2 separate regions of the Arabidopsis thaliana genome follow, and region 1 is linked to region 2. The links are chromatin contacts, called in public capture Hi-C maps. All regions are on one chromosome and are shown on one strand. Each heading gives the region's core, a stretch centred on a gene start, on an enhancer-like site or on the middle of the called end of the contact. The rest is flanking DNA. Distances are from core to core; before and after follow the strand shown. Region 1 holds the start of CDG1 (Protein kinase superfamily protein). Region 2 holds the start of ICE1 (basic helix-loop-helix (bHLH) DNA-binding superfamily protein).

Evidence for each region. Capture Hi-C pulls out chosen DNA fragments and counts their contacts.
Region 1: a capture Hi-C map of seedling shows a contact between it and region 2, with 1.6 times the contacts expected there. The contact joins the promoter of CDG1 here to the promoter of ICE1 in region 2. A contact is called at or near these places in 1 of 26 Hi-C or Micro-C datasets (rosette leaf) and 1 of 3 other capture datasets (seedling).

Annotation. Positions count from the first base shown.
Region 1 is chr3:9,937,323-9,941,599 of TAIR10.1, reverse strand. It overlaps CDG1 (Protein kinase superfamily protein), which reads left to right and starts at 2,295. Exons shown (of 5, transcript NM_113608.3): 1 at 2,295-2,760; 2 at 3,074-3,267; 3 at 3,369-3,558; 4 at 3,644-4,044. The coding sequence starts at 2,664. It overlaps AT3G26950, which reads left to right. Exons shown (of 7, transcript NM_113609.4): 7 at 64-493. The coding sequence ends at 398.
Region 2 is chr3:9,832,516-9,836,687 of TAIR10.1, reverse strand. It overlaps ICE1 (basic helix-loop-helix (bHLH) DNA-binding superfamily protein), which reads left to right and starts at 1,416. Exons shown (of 5, transcript NM_001035697.2): 1 at 1,416-1,552; 2 at 1,800-2,902; 3 at 3,085-3,309; 4 at 3,402-3,572; 5 at 3,652-4,021. The coding sequence starts at 1,898. The coding sequence ends at 3,735.

The DNA.
Region 1 (4,277 bases), core at 1,046-3,545, 100 kb before region 2:
ACTTATTTTTCTTTCCTTCTGATCTGTCTCATTAACAGTACTCCTTGACTGGTTAATTCACAGAGGATGGTTCGAGCAACTCAAGCTTTGCGTTCCTGAGTAGTTTCCAGAGCAATTTGTTAGCAGATGGTCTGAAGAACCAGGTAGGTTGGGGACATGTCTGGAACCGATACGCTGGACCGTTAAGCTGTCCAAAACAGCCAAACCAATGCGCCTTCACGCCGCTTGCACCTCCTGGTTGGTGGGACGGTATATGGCAATCGCCCATCCCACGGGACACTCGTAGGCTTGCAGCTTTCGGCATTGAGCTTTCCGGGTTTGGTACGGTTAACGAAGACCGGTTCCACGCCTATTGTAGCGCCAAGAAAGAGTACGTAAGCACTGTAACAATCATATAATGACTTCTTGAAAAAGATTCTGGACTCTTGGTTATAAATGGACTCACTGGTTTTATTCTTCAAATCTACTTCCCCTTCTTTAATTGAACCGGCCATATCAAACTTTTTGTTCTAAATAACCGGACCCAAACCGAATTAAGCAAACCGAACGCCCAGGCCTACGAGTAACTAGCTGGCCTCTTGGTTCAATATATGGTTTTACTACTCCCTTCTTAAATTGAACCGGCTTTCTTACCAGGTCTAAATAACTAAACCCAAACCGAACTAACTAATTAAACCGAAGTCAAATATATCCAGCTATAAGTAAGAGAAGACTTCTGGTGTTTATTAGAAACAAAGTAAGATTAAGAGAGGAATAAAGCTGGTGTCAGACATTAAAGATGGAACATCATCTCGTGGAATCAAACTTTTCCTAATACAAAAATTGATTCTCGGTTAGTGAAACTTCAATTTACTACCACTTGCAGATTGTTAATTTCATTATTATTATTCTCGTCGTTAGAAATTTGCTACTAACATTGCAAGTAGGTTCAGGTATAGGTGAGAGCTAGTTTAAGATGGACAAAACTAATTATGTAAGTAGTTCTTGTAAAATATGCATTTTAAAGGTAACAATTGCTATTTTGGTGTAAACTTTTGTAATGACTAAAAATAAATAATTGTGATGGAAATAAAATCTGATTACAAAAAGATTTGAGAACGTCATGATTCATTCATAATCATGTACTGTCTACCATACTTTTTATTCTACGTACTACCATACAATCTCCAAATTTTAAGAGTGGTATGGCTCCATGACTCACATCACATGATTTACATTACATATTGTACTAATGTCAGAACCTTAACCGATCGTAAAAACCGATCAACAACGTTAACCATCATTATTGACCGTTATCTGTCGTCATAAAATCTCGGCCAAGGCTTCTTTAAAGTCTTGGCTAAATCAAAAACAACTTTTGAATTTGAACCTCATAGTGGAGCTAGAGAAGAACACAACCAAGAATCAAATGTGTATACGTTCGTATAATTAATACTTGTTAATACTGTTTCCCTCTCCTCTTTCTTTAGTTTTGTTAATTACTAGACTTTTATGCACAAAATGATAAGAATGGAGTCATAAAATCCATAGAAACCATAAAAAAAAAGTTCCGATAATTATCATTATCGTATATTGAATAATGTGAAATAGAAGTTGAATGTGTTTCCAAATTTGGTTCGGAACTGTCTTATGTCTCAGACAGAGAATCTTTGATAAAATCTTTTAACTTACATTGCATGGATATATTGGCCTAAATTTTACCATTATCAGCGTTCCTTTTAATTTTGAGGTTAAACATAGGGAAAAGCATCTTGCCGTTTTCATCGTCTGTTAAAAATTATTGAGTTTTAGACTGGGAATCTTTAATACTTGTAGCTCACGTTACATGAATTTGTTTATCAAAATTTTGTTATTCTCTGCGGTTTTTGCAATACACTTAAAAATTATTTTGCACCAAAACCAACCAACAAAAAAAATTCTTCAATGAATTTCAAAAACGTTGATAATTTTTTTGTCGTTACGTCTATAGTTTTGGGCCTTTTTTGAATGCATAACAAACATAGTTATCATCTAATATATCACTATTAGAATTTAGAAATACTTAACGTGAGGATTATTTTCTAATTTTTGTCTTAAAAATTAGTTTAAATTCAGAATCCAACATTTATCACAATTATAAATTCCAGGGATATAAAGGAGAAACTTACTATAAAACAATTAACATTGTAGATTATTACCCTCAATGGCATAATAAAACAATAAATGATTTTATCTCATAGAAGCAATTGGTGAGTAACGTACCATATATATTGCACCCCCATGCTCTCTTTTGTTGATTACGTGTCTTTCCTTCCTATCAAAACCCCTTCAACCAAATCTTATCTAAATCCCCCAAAATTTTACGAAAACTCTCGATTTTAATCTAAATCTCCTTCCTTATCACCTCACAAATTTCTCGTGTTTTTTTGTAATCAATTTTTGATGGAAAATTATTCCCAAAACTCGAATCTCTGTTGATCGTGTGTTTCTTGGGGTTCGTCTGATTCCTTCAAAGTTTTCATCTTTTTGATAACAAAACCGTTAGTTCTTTGTCCTCGTGTGTGATCATCTCTTGAGCCCTATTGATAAACCATATAGAGAGTGTATGTGTGTGTATATCTTTGTTTATTGAGTGACACCAACAACAAAAAGATTATTTTCCTTGAGATTGATTAAAAGAAAACATGGTTAGTTGCTTGTGTTTTCGTCCCAGTCGGAAAACGAAGCTCAAAGACAAATCTCATAAGAGATCCATACGTAACCAGACATCCTCCTCTTCTGGTTCCTCTCACTTCCCTTTGATCTTTTTATTATTATTTATAGATTAATCTTGAGATTAGTCATCTTTAATACCAGTCATTAGTAGTAAATCATGATAAAATCTCCCTTTTCTTTTAAATAGCTTATTTATTAATGATACATATAGTATTTGTCTTGTGATTAGTTTATACGGATCGTACAAATCCCGGCTTAGGGTTTGTGTTTTATAGTTCAAAGATTTGTGTATTTGGCTGATAAATGTCTTTTTAATCTACTTGTGATCCAATAACATATGTGATATAGTCTCTCATTGTGTTGTTTTGTTCCTCTGTAGCCCAACCAGCTGGAACAGCAAAAGAAGTAGATTCGTCAAGTTCACAAACCGTAGTGCAAGATTCTTCTAGATACAGATGTCAGATTTTCTCATACAGAGAACTCGCCATCGCGACTAACAGCTTCAGGAATGAATCTTTGATCGGAAGAGGTGGATTTGGAACTGTGTATAAAGGAAGGCTAAGCACTGGACAGGTAATCTATTATTAACATTTGGACTAATCAAATCAATAATCTTGTCGTTGTGAAATCTCTAACTGTTTGTCATTGTGCTTTGTTGTTGGTCTTAATTCAAGAACATAGCTGTTAAAATGCTTGATCAGTCTGGTATTCAAGGAGACAAAGAGTTTCTTGTGGAAGTCCTAATGCTCTCGCTCTTGCACCACCGAAACCTAGTGCATTTGTTCGGTTATTGTGCTGAAGGCGATCAAAGACTCGTTGTCTATGAATACATGCCTCTTGGATCTGTAGAAGATCATCTCTACGGTAAAAAAAAAACTACACTCAAACCAAGAAATTTTCAAGAACGAGATTCATTAAAGTTTTTTAAATTCTTGTGTTGTTTTGTCAGATCTTAGCGAGGGTCAAGAGGCTTTAGATTGGAAGACAAGGATGAAGATAGCTCTAGGAGCGGCTAAAGGGTTAGCGTTTCTTCACAACGAAGCACAACCTCCTGTGATATACAGAGATTTGAAAACTTCAAACATATTGTTGGATCATGACTATAAACCTAAGCTCTCAGATTTTGGACTTGCAAAGTTTGGTCCAAGTGATGATATGTCTCATGTCTCTACTAGAGTTATGGGAACTCATGGGTATTGTGCACCAGAGTACGCGAACACCGGGAAGTTGACGCTGAAATCTGATATTTATAGCTTTGGAGTTGTGCTGCTGGAGCTTATCAGTGGACGCAAAGCTCTTATGCCCTCATCCGAATGCGTTGGTAATCAAAGTCGCTATCTTGTGCATTGGGTAATCCTCTCAACCTTATTTTGCTTAAGGATGGATTAGTTTTTTCCTTATGACCATTTATAGGCTTTGCTTCTTTTAGACTATATAACCAGATTATATCTATCTAAATTCCAATTTTGCTTAAGAGAAAAATTGTTTTGATGGTGACCTTTTGGTCGATTTTGCATAATTATACCGTTTACGATTTAGGGTTTAGGGTTTAGATTAATCAATTAACCATTAAACCATATGCT
Region 2 (4,172 bases), core at 167-2,666:
GTAAAACTAATATTGAATTATAATTCTTGGGAAGTGTTTATTATTGAAAATCAAATCATGTATAGCTACAGTAAATAAAAAGAAGTAGATAGAAAGAAAGAAAATGCAGTATAAATTTTTAATCTGTGTGAAATGAAAATTTGCAAAATCAATATTCATGAAACGGATAAAATGCACTACCGTACTTGATGCATAAATAAAAAATGGCTGTTTGTACCAATCCACATGTATTATATGCGTTTAACTAGGATTACCAATATTTTTGACCTCTATCCAATTCACCTTCTGCTCTTTTTGTTCTATCTAATTCCACATTCTACCCAATTTACCAAATTCAATTATTATATGTAATTACAATTTAAAATCAATAATTCATGTTTACTATTTCGCGATTAGAGTAAATCCGAGTTTAAAACCTTCCCAACAACATGTCAAAAACACTTTGAAAGCTTGGCCGAGTCTTAAAAAGTTTGACCGAGTCTTAAATTCAGATTTACTCAAATTTCGAAACAATAAACGCGAATTATTGATTATAAATTACAACTACAGAAATAAATGGAAATTGGTTATTTAGGTAGAATTTTATAGTTTGTATGAAATTAGAAAGAAGATAAAAAATACATAATGAATTGGGCTGAGGTCTACTACATAGTGATCCTAATTGAACCCATATAGTATGGGTGGACTGCAACAAACAGCCCATAAAAAAAAAAAAATTCAATGTTTATTAAAACCTTTAAATGAAGGAAACTAAGATAGATAGCCGGAGAACACGTTTAAATCTCCGGAATCTTAGCCGGTAGAAAAACAAATTCTCTAATAATAAAGCATAAACCAAAACTATATAAGCAAAAAGCCAATTTAAGGCACAAAGCCACAATTGAAACTAACAAAACTTTTTAGAAAATGAATCCCTAATTACTTCCTCTAGAAGACTAGAAAGCATATCGCAACACAACTATATTTTTTTGGGAACTCAATTTAGTTGATAATGGTGATAAACGCTACAATCATCAGAAAATTTGGAATTACTCGTCCTTACTTAATTAATGTTTAAAAGACTTATGAAATTAAACTATTTACTTACAAACTTGAGCTTGATGTGGCTTTGTTCAAGAAGCTTAGGAACCATCGAAAAGATGTCGACGCCGGTAAAGTCGAGATATGCGTTACAACATAATTATTTATAATTTTTTAAAAAAATACAAAAAATAAAAGGAAATATATTTAATAGTAAGAATATAAAATAAATTTTATTACCATCTTTTGAAAAAGAACTTTTAAGTACATAACAATAATTAGGTAATAATATGAGTTAAAGAAATGCATGGAAGACACGCGTTGCATGAATGATGCTAATTACACTTTGAAATTATCATCATCATCATTAACTTACTTAAACACTGTCTATATAAAGACAGAGACAGTGACAACAGAGACAGAGAGATAAGCTTAAGCCAAAATTAAGCAGAAAAATGGAGAAATAGTGACGGTGAGAGAGAGAGAGATACGGTAAACGAAGCAAAGCAAAGAGAGTCACGAGAAATCTGGGGTATGTGTTCAATGATAAAGCAATTTCATGGTGGCCGAAATTGAATCCATCAAAAAAAAAGTTTCAATTTTTGAAAGCTCTGAGAAATGAATCTATCATTCTCTCTCTCTATCTCTATCTTCCTTTTCAGATTTCGCTTCTTCAATTCATGAAATCCTCGTGATTCTACTTTAATGCTTCTCTTTTTTTACTTTTCCAAGTCTCTGAATATTCAAAGTATATATCTTTTGTTTTCAAACTTTTGCAGAATTGTCTTCAAGCTTCCAAATTTCAGTTAAAGGTCTCAACTTTGCAGAATTTTCCTCTAAAGGTTCAGACTTTGGGGTAAAGGTGTCAACTTTGGCGATGGGTCTTGACGGAAACAATGGTGGAGGGGTTTGGTTAAACGGTGGTGGTGGAGAAAGGGAAGAGAACGAGGAAGGTTCATGGGGAAGGAATCAAGAAGATGGTTCTTCTCAGTTTAAGCCTATGCTTGAAGGTGATTGGTTTAGTAGTAACCAACCACATCCACAAGATCTTCAGATGTTACAGAATCAGCCAGATTTCAGATACTTTGGTGGTTTTCCTTTTAACCCTAATGATAATCTTCTTCTTCAACACTCTATTGATTCTTCTTCTTCTTGTTCTCCTTCTCAAGCTTTTAGTCTTGACCCTTCTCAGCAAAATCAGTTCTTGTCAACTAACAACAACAAGGGTTGTCTTCTCAATGTTCCTTCTTCTGCAAACCCTTTTGATAATGCTTTTGAGTTTGGCTCTGAATCTGGTTTTCTTAACCAAATCCATGCTCCTATTTCGATGGGGTTTGGTTCTTTGACACAATTGGGGAACAGGGATTTGAGTTCTGTTCCTGATTTCTTGTCTGCTCGGTCACTTCTTGCGCCGGAAAGCAACAACAACAACACAATGTTGTGTGGTGGTTTCACAGCTCCGTTGGAGTTGGAAGGTTTTGGTAGTCCTGCTAATGGTGGTTTTGTTGGGAACAGAGCGAAAGTTCTGAAGCCTTTAGAGGTGTTAGCATCGTCTGGTGCACAGCCTACTCTGTTCCAGAAACGTGCAGCTATGCGTCAGAGCTCTGGAAGCAAAATGGGAAATTCGGAGAGTTCGGGAATGAGGAGGTTTAGTGATGATGGAGATATGGATGAGACTGGGATTGAGGTTTCTGGGTTGAACTATGAGTCTGATGAGATAAATGAGAGCGGTAAAGCGGCTGAGAGTGTTCAGATTGGAGGAGGAGGAAAGGGTAAGAAGAAAGGTATGCCTGCTAAGAATCTGATGGCTGAGAGGAGAAGGAGGAAGAAGCTTAATGATAGGCTTTATATGCTTAGATCAGTTGTCCCCAAGATCAGCAAAGTAAACACTTACTTTGTCTCTTTTATCTCCTTAAGAGCTTGTTTACTTGTTGCTGTTATAGAGAATTGTTGTGTTGTAGCTTTGTAGGGCCTTTGTTGTTGTCAAACTTTGCATGTAGTTGCTTTACTCTTTTGAGGAAGAGGCTCGTGATAGTGTTTTATGGATTTTCGATGAATTTGCAGATGGATAGAGCATCAATACTTGGAGATGCAATTGATTATCTGAAGGAACTTCTACAAAGGATCAATGATCTTCACAATGAACTTGAGTCAACTCCTCCTGGATCTTTGCCTCCAACTTCATCAAGCTTCCATCCGTTGACACCTACACCGCAAACTCTTTCTTGTCGTGTCAAGGAAGAGTTGTGTCCCTCTTCTTTACCAAGTCCTAAAGGCCAGCAAGCTAGAGTAAGGACTATATTCTGTATAACTTTTGCTTAGACTGGAAAGAAGAAAACAAAGATTCATGTTTGAGAGATTACTCTGCTTCTTTTTCACAGGTTGAGGTTAGATTAAGGGAAGGAAGAGCAGTGAACATTCATATGTTCTGTGGTCGTAGACCGGGTCTGTTGCTCGCTACCATGAAAGCTTTGGATAATCTTGGATTGGATGTTCAGCAAGCTGTGATCAGCTGTTTTAATGGGTTTGCCTTGGATGTTTTCCGCGCTGAGGTGATCTTCTACTCTCAGTTGAAAGGTTAAGGATTTGTAGAACAGTTTTAGTAGTAACATGTTTTCTTTTGTCTATCAGCAATGCCAAGAAGGACAAGAGATACTGCCTGATCAAATCAAAGCAGTGCTTTTCGATACAGCAGGGTATGCTGGTATGATCTGATCTGATCCTGACTTCGAGTCCATTAAGCATCTGTTGAAGCAGAGCTAGAAGAACTAAGTCCCTTTAAATCTGCAATTTTCTTCTCAACTTTTTTTCTTATGTCATAACTTCAATCTAAGCATGTAATGCAATTGCAAATGAGAGTTGTTTTTAAATTAAGCTTTTGAGAACTTGAGGTTGTTGTTGTTGGATACATAACTTCAACCTTTTATTAGCAATGTTAACTTCCATTTATGTTTCATCTTAAAGCTATGCTCAAGAATTTTTTTTAAAGTCTTCATCTTTGTTCATGAGTGAACTTCTCAAAGAAGACAGACAAAACATTTGCACATATACAGACAAAACAGTTATGTTAAAGGTATAGCTTTGGTATTAGCTGATGAAATGAGCTTTGATGATGTAAGAGTGAAGAAAAACATTGAGATTTTTAAGAAAAA